Regions from separate parts of the Sus scrofa genome. Here all the other regions are linked to region 3. Evidence: chromatin contacts called from public promoter capture Hi-C data. All regions are on one chromosome and are shown on one strand. The core of a region is the stretch at or near the end of the contact, and the rest is flanking DNA. Distances in the headings are between cores, read along the strand shown. Region 1 holds the start of POLR3B (DNA-directed RNA polymerase III subunit RPC2). Region 2 holds the start of TCP11L2 (T-complex protein 11-like protein 2). Region 3 holds the start of RIC8B (synembryn-B).

Region 1 (3,518 bases), core at 612-3,111, 350 kb after region 3:
AAATAATAATAAGGGAGTTCCCGTCGTGGCGCAGCGGAAACGAATCCAACTAGGGACCATGAGGTTGTGAGTTCAATCCCTGGCCTTGCTTAGTGGGTTAAGGATTTGGTGTTCCCATGAGCAGTGGTGGAGGTTGCATACAAGGCTCAGATGTGGCATGGCCATGGCTGGGGTGTAGGCCGGCAGCTGTAGCTCCAATTGGACCTCTAGCCTGGGAACCTCCATATGCCGCAGGTGCGGCTCTAAAAAAAGACAAAAAAATTGTTTTTAATTAAAAAATAATAAAATAAGGAAAAATAAAATCCAGTATTGCCTGATGAAGATCAGCAGTGTACTGCAGGGACTTACAGACCGACTGACTCTAAGTCCTTAATTTGCCCAATGATTATAAAAAGATTCTTATGATCCAATAGTTCCACTGATGCTGCTAGTCATTCTCATTACATCTGTCAGCAGCATCTCACTTCTGCTTCAGAGGTCTAACAAAACCATTCCTAATCAGGTCCTTCATCTATCTGTCACCTTTAATCTCTCCTCCTCTACTTTTCTTCACTCCAGCACTATTAGACTTTTTTTTTTTTTTTTTTTTTTTGTCTTTTTAGGGCCACACCTGTGGCACATGGAGGTTCCCAGGCTAGAGGTGGAATCGGAGCTGTAGCTGCTGGCCTGCACCACAGCCACAGCAACACGAGATCTGAGCCTCGTCTTCGACCTACACCACAGCTCATGGCAACACCGGATCCTTAACCCACTGAGCAAGGCCAGGGATCGAACCTGCATCCTCACAGATACTAGTCAGATTCATTTCCGTTGAGCCATGATGGGATCTCCTGGACTTAATTCCTCAAAAACATCAAATGGTCTTGCCTCTGGGTTTCAAATGTCCTCTTCCTTCTACCTGAATCCCTCCCTTGACTATTTCTCCACTCCCCCACTCCATGCCAACTAAGATTTTGAGGCCCACAGAAGCTCTATTACCTTTGCATAAAATAAAAATTATGGTCAACAGCTGAACTTCATCAGGCAGCTCACTGTAGAGCAGATATCCTTAACTTCCGTGTATCTGATTAAAGCTACAGGGCCACTCTCCAGAAAACACCTAGGCAAAATTTGGAAGAAATTTTCCGGGCGTTCAAAATACTCCTGCAGCCCAAACTTGAGTTCTGGTGACAGGGAGGGATTACTAGTCTGCGATTCCGACGACTTGGTTTTACCACCACAACCAGCTGTGGGACTTGCCCAAACTGGCCTAAGCTCCCTGGAACTCATCATCCTTTATAAGCCCGCAAAGATGCGATACGTCCTCCAATGCGGTCAAGGCAGTCCTCCCCTGACAACGCGGGAACACTAGAAGAGCCCAAATCGAGAGCGGGGCACTGGGCCGCTCAACCTGCGTGGCAGCTGACGTCTCCCCTGGGCTCGCCCCTTCCATGTGCCAGCAGTGCCCTGGGCGCGCGTGGATTTCTGAGCGTGCGCTGAGTGCTGGGCATGCGCAGAAGCCGCGGCCCGCCCCCCTCGCCCGACCAGAGCTCTGGGGGCAACGCCTCTCGGGGACACGTCCCGGCCCCTTCCGCTCCCCGCGTGCCCTCCCCTCACCTCTACAGTCGGGATGGGCGCAGCCAGCTGCTCCGGCGTCAGGTTTCCAAACTCCTCCGCCAGCACGTCCATGCTGCTCAGGACGAAGAAACGAGCAAACAGAAGCCTCACGTGTGACTTCCCGCACCAAACGAACCGCGAGAGCCGTGGTGAGCGGTGCGCGGAGGCCTAAATGGTCCCCGCCGCCCAAATTAATTGGAGGCGTAACAGAAAGGTTCCGACTGAATCTAGTCGGAACATACAGTTGAACCCGGATGTGGTTAACGGAGCTGGGAAACTGCGCCCCCTGGTGTCGCGCGGAAGTCTCGCCTGGATTGCCTTAAACCCCAGCTGACAGATTGTCAGCTCTCCCATGACTGAGAACCGCAAAGCATATTGTCGAGTTTTTTTTAATAATTCAAAGAAAAGGGTAAACAGATAATTTGCACCACTTGAGCCACCTAAGTGTAGAGTTCATTTAGTTTAGCCCAAAACTATATATATGAAAAATAGGAAACTTGCCAAAGGAGGGGATTGGTTTAGAAACTTGAGGTACCTGTGTGACTGAAACCATGTGCAAGCCCCTGTGTCCTTGTGTTTTGAAGTAGATCCCTTTTCCTTTGGCCTCCCCAGCCTCCTGTCAGTCTCAAAAGACTGACTCAAGAGTTAATAATTAGGAAAAACTGTTAACAGTAAAAACTATTTGAAACAGTCTCCATTATTTTATGCCCTGACTTGCTTGACCCATTCCCTTCCTCTCACTGGCTTTTCACAAAAAGGATTTCTTTCTTGCTTAGCTGCTTTCTTTTACTAATGATTACTTTTTTTTTTTTTTGGTCTTTTCTGGGGCCACACCTGTGGCATATGGAGGTTCCCAGGCTAGGGGTCTAATTTGGAGCTGTAGCCACCAGCCTACACCGAAGCAGCGCAGGATCTAAGCAGAGTCTATGACCTGTACCACAGCTCGCGGCAACACGGGATCCTTAACCCACAGAGTGAGGCCAGGGATCAAACCCGCAACATCATCGTTCCTGTTCAGATTCGTTAACCACTGAGCCACGACAGGAACTGCAGCTAATGATTACTTTCTAGTTAAGAGTTACATTGCCCACCTGGTGTCTTCTTTTCCTTGGAAACACTCACCTCTTGTAAGCCATCTTCATTGCAGAGAGTAGGTCAAAGTGCAATAACCCCAAAGACCACCAGAAACTGTCACAGGACCACCTGAGGCCAGCCTGGATGACTTTGAAATGATCTATGGCAGGAGAAAAATGCAGGCATCCTAATCCTTATCAACAGCCTTGGTTTTTTGTTGTTCTTGTTGTTAGGTTGGGTGGGTTTTTTAGCTAAACTTTTAAAACTCCTTGCTATCCCCTCTCAAGAGAGGACACGGTTTTGAGCATGTTAGCCTGTCGTGGCCTCCTTTGCCTGGCAAAGCAGTAAAGCTCTTCTTTCTGCTTCACCCAAATCTCTGTCTCTAAGACTTAGTTGGTACCTATGAACAGAGGCCAGGTTTCAGCTACATGATGGACTGTTATATGACCATTAATAACCACAAAGCAAGGAGGACTTAACTCACCTAGAGAGTAGAGCATAACAGGACAGTAATTAAGACAATGTCATATTCTGAAAGGACTAGACAGAAGATCCAGGAGTAAATACCAGCAGAAATTTATTATGAGAAGATGTCATTTTAAATCAGCGGAGGAAAGATGGCTTATGCAAAAAAAACGATGTTGGGGATTTTCGTTGTGGCACAGATCGTTAAGGATCTGGCGTTGTCACTGCAACAGCTTGGGTCATTGCTGTGGTGCATGTTTAATTCCCTGGATCCCTGGCCCAGAACTTCCACACACCGCGGGTGCAGCCAAAAGAAAAAGAAAGGATGATGCTAAAACTGCTGATTAGCCATTTAGGAAAAAACATACATCTAAGCAAATCCT
Region 2 (3,641 bases), core at 934-3,433, 410 kb after region 3:
CCAACTGCCCGTAGCCTGGCTTATATATAAAAAGTACTTTTGAAGAAATATAGTATTGTAAAATATTAAGGTGTTTCCTTAAAACGAGCAAAAAAAAAAAAAAAAAAGAAAAGGAAAAAAAAGAAAAAAAAAGAGCCTTGGAGTTCCCGTTGTGGCTCAGCAGGTTAAGAACCCCATTAGTATCCATGAGGATGCCGGTTTGATCCCTGGCCTCACTCAGTGAGTTAAGGATCCAGCGTTGCTACAAGCCAGTTGCAGATGTGGCTTGGATCTAGTGTTGCTGTGGCTGTGGTGTAAGCCAGCAGCTGTAGCTCTGATTTGACCTCTAGCCAGGAACTTCCTATGCCACAGGTGCAGCCCTTAAAAAAAAAAAAAAAAAAGGTAGGCTTGCATCATATACAGTCATAGAATACAATTCTCCTTGCTCAGGTTATGTTCATGACCTTCTGGAAAAAATGTCTGAAAAGACAAGCTTTTCAGTAAGTAAAATAATTAGCTTTTTATTTGAAGAAGATATATTATCACACCTAATTTTTCTAACTTTCCTTTTTTGAATCACTTAGAGGACTCACAGGAATGCAGTTTGCCCCTGTAAATTACACAATAGACTAAATTTGATCTATTGCCTTTGGCAAAGGACGAAGGGCAGATCAAAATTTTTGCTTGGTAAAGAAAAAATTTACCAAGGGGAGGGGGGGGGGGGTTGACAGGGAGTAGGGAGCACAGCAGGGTAATTGGTCCCCTGGCAGTGATGTTAACCCTTTCTTCTCTCTGTGCGAGTTGTGAGGTTTCTCTTCTTGGGTTGATCTCAGTTTCCAAGCTTCTCACAACCTTCCAAGCTTTTTATCCAAAGCTGGGTTCAAGGGCAGGCAATGGCTCAAGATCCTACACTTAGTAGAGCCCCACACTTGCTTCAATGCTCTGTTTCTGCCAAATTGAAATTCTCAGTGATTTTTGAGCAAGGAGCTCTGCATTTTCATTTAGCACTGGGCCTCGAAAAAGATGTAGCTGGTCCTGATCTCACCACACAGAATAGGAGTTTAGTGTTTGAAGGTTTTTATTTTCTCTTTATCTCCCCAAATACAAATCAATTATTTTATGTAGTGCTAAAGCTAAGAAACATATGTCTATTTCAGTGCTGTAGGCAAAAACAAACAAAACACAACCTAGCTATTTCCCAGACCTTATGGCCCATTTAAGGAATTTTCAAGGTTAACTTTGCACATGATTTTTGACCTTCTGTTCTCCCTTTAGAAGCTATCCCCTCATATAAGATATGACTCCACTGTGGGTTAAGAATTTGGCGTTGCCGCAGCTGTGGTATAGGTCACAACTGTGGTTCAGATTAGATCCCCAGCCCAGGAATGTCCATATGCCTTGGTTCCCCCACCACTACCCCCCCAAAAAAGATGTAACTCCACTGTAACTAGAAAAATTGATTAAATTGAATCCCATCTCTTTTTCTCTCCCTTGTCCATCTTATGGCTCTGAGAAGGCCTAAAAAGCAGAAAAGGGAGGAAAAAGGCAATAGATAATAGAAGGAAGAAAAATAATTTGGATACAAACTGGATAGCCAGTCACGCAATGTTCAAAATTTAACCACACCTTCCTGGCAGATTTTGCAATTTTTTTTTCCCTTTTGTTCTTGAATATAAGGCAGGTTTAGATCATCGACCAGTTTTGCGAGAGAATCAAAATATTGATGCTTGATCATGTTTCCAATGCACCAAAACCAGTTTTCCCCCTGACTCCTCGGAACCGAATTGGTGTAAACTTGGAGGTTATTTCTCATTCCAATTGCCTTTACCTTCACACCTAGCATACTAAAAAGAAAATCAATCCTTTTTTTTATTATTAAAGTATAGCTGATTTACAATGTTGTTTCAATTTGTATGGCAAAGGGACCCAATCACACACATTTCCCTGTGCTGTAGAGTAGGACTCCACTGACCATCCTTCCAAATATAACAGTTTGCATCCAAAAAATCCCCCAATTGTCTGTCCATCCCACTTCCTCTGCCCGCCCCCCAGGAACCCCCGAGGCTGGTCTCCATGGCGAAAACCATTCTTAATTACTACTCCCCTTCACCCTCTGTGAGCTCCCTTCACTTACCTGGGAAGTATTGTTGTCCCCGGGAAAGAAAAAGAGAGAATGCGGACAGCAGAGAAGACAGCTCCTGGACGGGGAAGTGGGCGGGGCCAGGGAGAGGTGAAGCTCAAAGGAGCACCTATGAGAAGCCAAAGAAATGATGGCTCAGGATCCACGGAGACATTCATGCTCTGTACCCCACCTCGGGGCCAGCGGGCAGATCCTTCTAAATGTCTTCCTAGTCCTACTCAACCATGGACGAAAATTTAGGCCCTCAATTTAAAAATCAACTGGGGAGTTCCCATTATAGCTCAGAGGGTTAAGAACCTGACTAGTATCTATGAGGATGTGGGTTTGATCTCCGGCCTCACTCAGTGGGTTAAGGATCCAGCATTGCCGCAAGCCTTGGTGTTGGCTGCATATGTGGCTTGGATCCCACGTTGCCGTGGCTGAGTCGTAGGCTGGCAGCTGCGGCTCTGATTCCATCCCTCGCCTGGGAACTTCCATATGCTGCAGAAAAAACAGGGGAAAAAAAATCAATTGGAATACCCAGTGGGATCAGGGAAGAGCTTCTAAAATAAGAGGCAAAACCCAGAAGATATAAAGGAAAAGATGAAGAAATGTGACTCCTCAGAGTGTTCAACATAAAAACATGAGTTATAGAACAGTCATTATGCGGGGATTCCATTTATGCTGGAGAGAGAGCTGGCACTAGAGAAGCACGGATGTATTTTGTATGTATGAAATGCATAGAAATGAACTAAAAATTTAGCCTCCAAACTGTTTAGGAGGCACGTTGGAAGATGTTGCTCATTTATTCTATAGACATACAAATGGCTTATTTTTTTTATAGTGAGAATGTATTCACCCATACATCATTAATGTAATTTCACATTGCTATGCAATGATTCTACAGTCATCATTTGAATGTCATGCTAAGAACACCTTAGTGGTGGTGGGCTATTAACACTGTACAATAACTTTCCCATCTCCTTTGTATTCATATTTTTTTAAGTTAGGATAACAAAAAGAGCTTTTTATGTAAACTATGGTAAGGAATAGATTTACAAAAGGCCTTTGCTAAGGTCTGTCAGAATAATTTATGTTGAGGGGTGGTGGCTGGAATACTAATCTTTACATTTTAAGTTGTTCTTTTCAAGCCCAATTCTTAGATAGTCAGAGCGCATGGAGCTTACTTTGATTTTAAAAACATGTTTTGCAGAGTTCCCTTGATGGCTCAGTGGTTAATGAACCCGACAAGGAACCATGAGCATGTGGGTTCGATCCCTGGCCCCACTCAGTGGATTAAGGATCCAGCGATGCTGTGAGCTATGGTGTAGACCGGCAGCTGTAGCTCCGATTCAGCTCCAAGCCTGGGAACTTCCACATGCAGTGGGTGTGGCCCTAAAGAAAAAAATGAAAACATCAAAAAATAAATAAATAAAAACATGTTTTTCCCCACTTGTGAGCTCTAATGTTTTCTTTCCTTTAATTATAAAGCAATGTGGTAGTGGAATTAAATAATTACAATACTTTTTGAGAATAAAAAAAA
Region 3 (3,472 bases), core at 399-2,898:
ATGGAAGTGCAGTGGTGGGCACATAGCAAATACAGAAGGGGAAATGAATGAAAGCAAAAGAAAGGAAGAAAGATATTATATCTAGGGTGTGTTGGGTGTGTTTTCACAGAAGGGAGTAGTCAGTCTTTCCTATAAAGCAGTCTTCTAAATGGAAGAACAAAGGTATGGTACGTTACCTTTTGAAGTCAGCATGTAAAATTCCTGGAAGGAAAAGTAATGGAGAGCTAACGGTTCTTGAAGAGACATTCAGAGAAGTGACTGGGATATATAAGAAGATAGCTTTTTACTGCAGGGTTATAAATTGGAAAGAATAATGAATGGTTTGAAGACCTAGGTTGGAATCCCAGCTTACAAGCATGACCTTGGGCAAGTTACTTAACAGATCTAGAATCTCAATTGCAAAACAGGATTGCTGTCAAGATTAAATGAGATAATGGATGGGAAAACTGTTAAGGCTATACAAACAACGGGTATTGTTAGTAGTTAGTCTCCCTCCACTTAAAACACAGTGTGTCCATGACCTTGGCGTCATTTCAATTCCTAGTGCCTCGGTTTTCTCATCTATAAAATGGAGAGGAGGATGCTCTCTACCTCATAAATTCTGAGAATCAAGTTAGACCATATAAGAGACACCACGCCTTGAGACAGCAGTGCTGTAGATATATAAGGAACTGCCATCGTAGCTGATACGTTTTATGCATGTCAAGGGCCGTGGTGATGCACAGACACACGTATTTTTATGCTATGCAGGTAAGGAAGCCTCGCGTGCGTTTATGCATTCAAGAGTAGGGCGCAAAGCGGAGACACACATTCACGGATTCCGGGGGTGTGACTTGCACGCTTGGGAACAGGGCCATGGGACAAGCTGCTGGGCCGGAATCAGAGGAGTGGGCGCCAGAGTGGGGGCAGGGGGATACAGGATGCACGGATGGAAAAAGCGGGGGGGCACAAACACGCATGCCCAAGCCGGAAACGTTTTCGGGGGAGAGCAGTGCGCATCCCCGGAATGAGGGGGGTTGGGAGAGATGCGGTGTGCAAGCCCGAGGGGGGTTGGGGGAGCGGCCCGGGGTGCTATACCGCATGCCCGGGGCCAGGGCTCTTTACCTTATCGCTGTAATCCCTCAGGACCCGTTCGATAGCCCCCGCCTCGCCGGCCCGGACGATGTAGAGGGCGCGCTCCTCATCCATGGCCGCAGGTGCGGGGGAGCCGCGGCCGCTGTGCGCGCCCAAGCCGCTGCCTCCAGGTAAACGCCTCGCGCCCCCGCTCGCTCGCTGCTTCCCAGCTTCCTTCCTTCCCTCCTTCCCTCCCTCCCTCTGCCTCCAACCCGCCAGCCTCCGCCCGGGCAGGCCCGACGTCACCGCCCCTCAACTTTCACCCCGCGACGTCACGGGTCCCCCAGCAACCGGCGCCTCGCGGCCACCCCCGACAAGGCCCAGGACTCGGTAGAGGCCTGGCGAACGGCCAGAGGCGGGGTCAGACCCGAGGTCCTACTTTCTCTCCTTCCTCTCCCTTCCTCGGAGAAGAGTCCAGCCTTTTAAGTGGGCTTCCACAGACAGAACTGTTCTTCTCTCCCGACCCTCCTCTATGAATCATTCTCCTCAGCTGACGAGAGCGACCCGGCTCTTCCCCGCCCCTCTAAGAGCCAGCAGCTGTATGGACTACAATTCCCTTCGGGCAATGGGGTCATCCCACTCTTCCATCTAATTTACTGGAGTGCCGAATGGCATGCCGGGATTGGTAGTCATCCCGCGGGAAAGACTTCCCTCCAAAGGCATGCTGGGAACTGTGGTCCTGCGAAGGCCGGAAACGGGAGTCCGGCGGCCGCCTGAGGCCAGCGGCCCGGAGACCGTTAAGGGGAGGGTCTGAGCGTCGGCTGTGCCTCCTTTGTGTTCCTTACCGAGCTGACTGTCCGGCTCTAGCTTTGGCTGGTCGGACTAGGTGACAGCCGCGGAAACTGACACCTCTTGGTGGGAACTGTCAAACACCGGTTTCATTCCCTCTTTTCTCGTTTAGCGGTTTTGGTCTCTGAAATTCCTTCCTTCCTTGTTTGCGGTCGTGCTGTGTATTCAGCCACACTAATGTGAGAGATTGCTGGCAATTCTCGGATAAGAGGGGACTCAGCGGTTTTTTGGCCTTAATAATAAATAATAGCTGCCATATATCGCGTGCCCCCGAGATTCCAGACTTCAGTCAGGTGATTTCTCACAACACAGATTTTTGCGGAACCGAAGGAACCCGAATAGGTTAAGTAATTTGTCCTAAGTCACATAGCCAGTAAATGGGTAATTCAAGATTTGAATACAGATCTTTCCCCAAAGACCAGGAAATGTAATAATACGGATATACTAGTAATGGTAGTGATGATGGTGATGATGATAGAGGCTCACATTTGCTAAGTGTTCACTGCATGCACACACATTGTTACAAACTTCACCTGTGTTATCTCAGTCAATTTCTCACAAATTAACAAATATTTGAGAATTTATGCTGTGCCAGGCACTATTCAATACAATACAATCCTGATCAGTATGAATACAGTGGACCCAAAATAAAGTCCCTGCTATTATGGCGCTTTCATTTTAGTGCTTAACCCTATGAGGGAGATCCTATTCTCATTTTAAGATGAGGAAACTGAGTCTTGAAGAGGTTAATAGATTAATTTGCCAAGACTGCAGAATTTAGAAACTGAATTTGAACTTAGGACCTATCTATGCTCTTTTTGTTCTGCCAAGCTATTTGCTAGAGAGTGGATGAAGTCTCCAAGTAACTTTCAGCTTTCCATTCTAAGCATCCTTTACCAGAAATCATCTTTCATGCCGCCCCTGCCTGCCTCTCCCTTTTGAGCTGCGCTGAAGAGGAACTGGGGCGGGGGACGCAAACATTTATTCATCTAATAATTATTGAGTGTCTCCTAAGTGTCATTCTAGGTGCTGAGAACTTAGAAATAAAAACAAGTATGGAATCTGAGCTCATGGAGCTTTTGGTCTTTTTGTGGATTTTACTTTTCACGCAGCAAACCTTTATTTAGCATATTTGTTGAGCCAGACATTGAGGTTAAGTGCTACATCCATAGTAAAGTCAGAAAGATTTTTGAAAAATCTCCTTCTTAGAAAGATCATGGAATAGGAAGTTATATTCCCTAGGTTATAATAATACCTTGCAGTTAATTGTTTACAAAACATTTTAGTATACACCATCTCAATGCATTGAAGAAGGTAATTTTCCTGTGTATATATAAGAAATCAGACTCAGATTAGATAAATAACACCAACTAGAATCCAAACCGAGAGCTGTAACATAAAATATTTGGGTACCTACTGCCTGCCTAGTACTGTATTACATGCTTTTTGGGTTACCATATATTTATTTTTGGAACAAGAGCTCCTGCACAGGATACTGACAAGCATAAGGTATCTGAGTAGAGATGTTTCTTTAAAGAGGATCTTATACACATGAGTTGAAATGTCTGTT

What was found. Promoter capture Hi-C pulls out the DNA fragments that hold promoters and counts their contacts.
Region 1: a promoter capture Hi-C map of liver shows a contact between it and region 3, with 7 times the contacts expected there. The contact joins the promoter of POLR3B here to the promoter of RIC8B in region 3. A contact is called at or near these places in 1 of 5 promoter capture datasets (liver), 1 of 47 Hi-C or Micro-C datasets (fetal skeletal muscle) and 2 of 2 datasets of contacts at active chromatin or transcription factors (alveolar macrophages and skeletal muscle).
Region 2: a promoter capture Hi-C map of fetal skeletal muscle shows a contact between it and region 3, with 9 times the contacts expected there. The contact joins the promoter of TCP11L2 here to the promoter of RIC8B in region 3. A contact is called at or near these places in 2 of 5 promoter capture datasets (fetal skeletal muscle and liver) and 1 of 47 Hi-C or Micro-C datasets (embryonic fibroblasts).

The regions. Positions count from the first base shown.
Region 1 is chr5:13,924,872-13,928,389 of Sscrofa11.1, forward strand. POLR3B (DNA-directed RNA polymerase III subunit RPC2) reads right to left here and starts at 1,862. Exons shown (of 28, transcript XM_021091574.1): 1 at 1,597-1,862. The coding sequence starts at 1,668.
Region 2 is chr5:13,985,275-13,988,915 of Sscrofa11.1, forward strand. TCP11L2 (T-complex protein 11-like protein 2) reads right to left here and starts at 2,184. Exons shown (of 10, transcript XM_021091578.1): 1 at 2,114-2,184.
Region 3 is chr5:13,578,849-13,582,320 of Sscrofa11.1, forward strand. It overlaps RIC8B (synembryn-B), which reads right to left and starts at 1,649. Exons shown (of 11, transcript XR_002343919.1): 1 at 1,105-1,649.